Linked DNA regions of Ovis aries: region 1 is linked to region 2. The links are chromatin contacts, called in public Hi-C maps. All regions are on one chromosome and are shown on one strand. Each heading gives the region's core, a stretch centred on a gene start, on an enhancer-like site or on the middle of the called end of the contact. The rest is flanking DNA. Distances are from core to core; before and after follow the strand shown.

Region 1 (2,700 bases), core at 166-2,665, 400 kb after region 2:
TCAGTCATGTCCGAGTCTTTGCGACCCCATGGACTGCAGCCTATCAGGCTCCTCCGTCCATGGGAGTCTCCAGGCAAGGGTACTGGAGTGGGTCGCCAGTGTCTTCTCCAGAGGTGTGGTGGGTGGTTAATAAAAAGATTATTTTTCTGGATTTTGTGATACTTGTGCCATTTGTTAGCTTTTTAAAATTTATAATTTGATGTCATCTGTTTTCTCAACCCAAGTAAATATTTGTTTCTCATTCTAAGGAAAATTCTAAGTAAATATTTATAAAATTGGGTTTACAAATATAATTTTGTGTTTGTAATTTTATATTATTTTTCTTAAAATGAGCCCCAAATGCTGAAAGCTTCAGACCCACAAAGTCTAGATCTGGGCCTGGGCCTGGATTTGAAGGTCAGTCTTGGCCTTCAGGTTTCCCTAGGATCTCTAGCTCACTCCTCCCCCCAGGTCTCCTGCAAGTCAGTCAGTCAGTTGTGTCCGACTCTTTGTGACCCCATGAACTATACAGTCCATGGAATTCTCCAGGCCAGAATACTGGAGTGGGTAGCCTTTCCCTTCTCCAGGGGATCTTCCCAACCCAGGGATCAAACCCAGGGATCAAACTCAGGCCTCCCGCATTGCAGGCAGATTCTTTACCAGCTAAGCCACAAGGGAAGCCCAAGAATACTGGAATGGGTAGCCTATCCCTTCTCCAGTGGATATTCCTGACCCAGGAATAGACCTGGGGTCCCCTGCATTGCAGGCAGATTCTTTACCAACAATTTGAGCCCAAGGGACCCCTTATCCTCCAGGAGCAGCAGGGTCTGCCAGCCAGTGAGACCTGTCTTTGCCGTATTAGGACGGCCTCTGGGGACTTTCCTTCAGAAAGCCCCTTCTGGCAGGGTGGTTGGCCGTCGTGTGAGCACATGCCATGCCCCTGGGGTAGAGTGAGCCCCACCCCCAGGCCTTGTGGCCTGGCTGGAGGCCCCACCACCAGTGCTATCTGAGACTAGGAGTCCTGCAGTGGAGGCAGGACCAGCAGCTTGGGGCTGGCTGCCGCTGACCAGAACCCCCATGTTCCTAAGGGGGATGACACTCCATCTTCCTAAACTGGCATATTCTGGGCTTTTCCCCTTTTCTGGCATGTCTTCCTGCCCACCCCATGGTGCCCGAGTGAGTGCCCACTGTTTTTAAATTAGTCAGATAGCATGGAGCCAGCCTGTGCAGGGCATCTGAGCAGAGCCCCGTGGCCCCTGTCAGTGTAACACCGTCACTGTTGTCTTCTTCCTCACCTGGTCCCCCCAGCCACGCTGCTCCAAGCCGAAGGGGAGTTTTCTGTTTTTCACAATTAGCCAGAACTCTTCTGCAGAAAGATGCAACAGAGAGCTCCAGGGTCCAGGGCGGTCCCCACCCAGCTGTGCCGATCCAGGCATGAAAAGACACTGACCCCGTGTGGCAACTTGTGGACATGCAGCAGGAGGGAAAAGAAAGGAAGAGAGGCACTTGTGAGGTCTTTTGGTCCTTTGACCTCAGGCAAATGACCCTTCCAGGCCCTCCCTCATCAGCTGAGCTTGGTCCCTACTCATGGCACAGGACCCCTGCCCAGAGCCAAGCTGTTCATCCCTGATGACACATCCCCATCCCGCACTCAACTCTGTGTTAATATTGGGCAGTAGCTTCACAGGACATTTAAGCTCAGTGTGGGCAAGAGAGGTGCCATGGAGGGGTGGGCATGGGCCACTCAGAAAGGGTTTTGACAGACGGAGGGGAGGACAGTTCTGCTCCCCACCCTCAGGTCCCCAAAGCCCAGACCACAATGTCCAAAGCATAGCAGCTTACTTAGTGAGGAATCTGCAGACTCCCGCACACCTGCACTCCAGGTGAGGGAACTGGCCTGAGCCCAGGCAGGCAGGTGGGGAGCAGGCATAGAGGGCTGGCCAGAGGAGCTGCCTTTCAGCAAAGGTTCCAGGATAGGTGGGGCACTGAACTGACTTCTCTAGAAGCTGAGTCTCCAGCCCCAATTCTGTGCTCTTTCCCTGACCATAGGGCTCTCTGAAAGTGAAGAGGCCTGAGGGCCACCATCTGGGCTAGGGGAGGAGTGGGTGTAGAGCTAGGCAGTTGTAGCATTCTGATGCTATTTGAATTCTGAACATATCAAAATCAGGCTCTGTTTCTAAATATTCACTCTTCGTTTGATGCTGTGATCAAGGTGCTGTGAAAAGAAAGTGTCATGCTTCAGAGAGATGAGGAAAGAGGCTCAGAAAAGTCAAATAGCTGTGTCTCGAGTCAAGACCACTCTGTAAGAAGCCAAGCAGGGGGTTGAAAAATATAATGAAAATACAACATAGGCAGGGCTGTTGGGCTCCAGAATCCACGCCCAGCTGCTGCCCCCTGTAGCTTCTAAGGAACAAAAGCCTGACTGGTTTTTGGAGCTCCCTCCTCCCCAACTTCAATCCACTCTCCCCTTGAGGTAGAGTTATCGCCTCACAGTCAAATCTGATCACCTTGCTCCCTGCTCAACATTGTCAGCAGTTCTCCTTTGGTGTCAGGGTGAAAGCTCCAGCCTTTGCCTTAACTTCAGAGGCCTTCCTGACCTCTCCCCTTGCTCCAACCACATAGTTCCCCTCTAATTTCCAGCTGCACTGCCCTTAGGCAGTCCCTAACCCACTACCTCTCAGCCCTATGTGCAAATGAATCCCCTGGGGACTTTGATAAACT
Region 2 (2,700 bases), core at 200-2,699:
AGTTCCTCTTCACTTTCTGCCATAAGGGTGGTGTCATCTGCATATCTGAGGTTATTGATATTTCTCCCGGCAATCTTGATTCCAGCTTGTGCTTCTTTCAGCCCAGTGTTTCTCATGATGTACTCTGCATAGAAGTTAAATAAGCAGGGTGACCATATACAGCCTTGACGTACTCCTTTTCCTATTTGGAACCAGTCTATTGTTCCATGTCCTTAAGGAGCATCAAACTTTGGTGCAGCAGGGTCCACGTGGGGCTGAAGGAAGGCAGTGTGAGATGTAGGTGTGAGGGCAAGATCTGTGGCCTCTGAAATCAGGACAGTTCCCTGGGGGAGGTGGGACTTGAAGCAGGTACGGAGGACAGGCTGTGTGTGAGTCTGGGGGTGAGAAGTGGAGGGATTGGGCAGCAGGAACAAGTCACCTCCCTCACTCTAGCTGGCAAGCCCCAACCTGTCCTGGCCTTCCGCCACCTCTCACCCCTCATCTGGTACCACTTCCCCTCCTCTCTCGGCTCGGAATGTCCCTGTCCCATCTTTACCCTGTCCCCTCTGCCTAGAATAATGCCAGCATGCAGGAGGTGGATCAGGGTGGTTGTCCTAGGGTGCTGAGCGGAAGTTCCTCTGAGGAGGTGACTTGTGGGTGCCCTTGACCTACTGGAGAAAGCCATGCAGATACATGTATGTGTACACGCATGTCTTCACCACGTCTTGATTTCCTGCAAATGGTGCTCCATGAGGCTCCCAGCCCCCTGCGGAGAGGTACCCAGGGCTTTAAGGCAGCCCCAGGTGTGGGCATGCAGACCTGGTCGGCTGGGGGAGTCCGGCTCAGGCTGCCAGGAACCACTTTCCTATTCCCACCTCAGACAGAGGGCAATGTCAAAGGCTGGTGGGCAGAGGACAAGCCCCCGGCATTCACGTGTTCTATTATCACCCGGCCGGAAGCAGCATCCTCAGGGCAAGAAGGTGAAGGGCAGAACACGCCCCCCTTCTCCGAAGCCCCCCTCGCTTCCCCTCGCCCAGCTTTTCTTCGAGAAGCACTGAGACCCATAAGAGAGCTACCCCGGCTCCAGGACGGAGTGCACTTTCCTGGGCAGCTTCCTTCCCATGTCAGGGACTGAAGTTTAAAGGACAAGGGAGGTCAGGGAATAAATGACTGTGACTAAGGCAGGGACCTCAAGGTTCCCTTTGCATAGACTGGTAATAGGCCTCTCGCTTCTGCCACGGGCTGTGATACAGTCCACCCGCCCAGAACATGACACTGGGAGAAATTTCAAGCGCCACTGAAATTAGTAGATGTTACTGTCTTCATGCACACTGTTTAGCTAAAAGTGGATTCGTTCCCGGCAAGGGAATGATAGCAACCTGACCCCGCGCATCACTCGGCGCCAAGCACTGTCTCGGTGTCCAGCCCCAGCGGAGGGAGGGAGCCAGGCTCGCAGGGTGCAGTTCCCGCCAGGCCCACTGGGTGGCGCAGGCGCCGCACTCCGTAGGGAGCTGACCGCCAGAGGCCGGGGGCTGACTTCTAAGGAAAGGGTCCCCGGGGGAGGAGGGCCCCTCCATCTGTCACAGAGGACCCTGGCCTCGCAGCTCCGACCTGGGAGATCCGCTGCAACCTCATCCAAGCTCGGTTCCGACAGAGGGCTTCCCTTTGCTTTCCAGAAACTTCTCTCCTGGGGATTCTCATCTCACAGAGCAGGCTCCAAGGCAAGGGCTTGGCCACAGATGTGCTGGAGCCCAGGAAAGGAAGTGGGGGTGGAGGGGGTGCAGGGAGGAGGGGAGCTCTCGCAAAGTGAAATGAGAAGGCCCAGTGGTCGATGCCAGACCTGGGGTCAGCCTTCTTGGTTTGGTAGTAAACCAGCCTGCCGCATCCTGATCTCCTGCAGATATTGGGGGGTTGGGGGGAATAGGGGAATGAGATGCTGTCCTGGGAGATGGGAATGGAGAGGGGAGATGGAGGCAGAGAAGCGGAGAGTACCCAGACTAGACACCTTGTCAAGTAGGGCCCAGGCCAGCTAGAATGAGGGGTGGGGGTGGGGGGTCCTCCTGAGTACAGTTGTTTGGCATTTTCTTCCAAGGTTCTCAGATGCTTGTGGAAACGTGCTGTCTCCCCTTCTTCTGACTTGATCCTTCTTCTGCCTCTGGGCAATGCCCCATTTGCCCATTTCGAATCTGCCTTTTGTTTGTGAGAAGAAAAAGAGATGAGCACTGGAGCTTTCTGGGGAGAGTGGAGCCGGGAGAGCCAAGAAGTGGAGCTGGAACAGGTACCTGGGGATTGATGCACGCCTTGAGTGTAGGTCTTAGGGCCCTAACCCACCTCCTGCTTCTTTGGCACATCCGCACCACCCCTGGGATGTTTCTCCACATGTAGCAGGGCCTTCCTTCAAGTTCATTGTCCAACTATGTCCGAGAGAGCTGAAGAGCAATGTCGGGATAACGTGCCTCTGAGCTATTTGTATAAAATGCAGATTCCACCTTCTTGTTTCTAAAGATTCTAATTCGAGAAGATGAGGATGGGGCCCAGGAATCTGCATTTTAACAGACACTGGAAGAAATTCCCAGGCATGGTGGCTAGGTTCCACTTGGAGCAATACCAGCCGAAGCTTTGGGGCACTATGTTTCACTGAGAGAAGCCTGCAGCCAGCAGCTCCTCCTTCCTTTCTGAGCATCTCCTCTGGCTTGGTGTGACTTCAGGGTCAGCAACTCT

The links. A called contact is a pair of places that touch in the nucleus more often than the background predicts.
Region 1: a contact with region 2 is called in a Hi-C map of hypothalamus, with 5 times the contacts expected there. The contact joins two enhancer-like sites. A contact is called at or near these places in 8 of 16 Hi-C or Micro-C datasets (blood, hypothalamus, mesenteric adipose tissue and 3 more).

Annotation. Positions count from the first base shown.
Region 1 is chr12:59,760,781-59,763,480 of ARS-UI_Ramb_v3.0, forward strand. No RefSeq gene overlaps it. Among named protein-coding and RNA genes, the nearest start is that of FAM20B, 31 kb to the right of the region's middle. Within about 2 kb of position 1,416, at least 6 of the 54 cell types and tissues checked have an H3K27ac peak or open chromatin away from gene starts, as enhancers often do. A contact at or near this core is called in hypothalamus, where this site is marked.
Region 2 is chr12:59,362,407-59,365,106 of ARS-UI_Ramb_v3.0, forward strand. No RefSeq gene overlaps it. Among named protein-coding and RNA genes, the nearest start is that of TEX35, 27 kb to the left of the region's middle. Within about 2 kb of position 1,450, at least 18 of the 54 cell types and tissues checked have an H3K27ac peak or open chromatin away from gene starts, as enhancers often do. A contact at or near this core is called in hypothalamus, where this site is marked.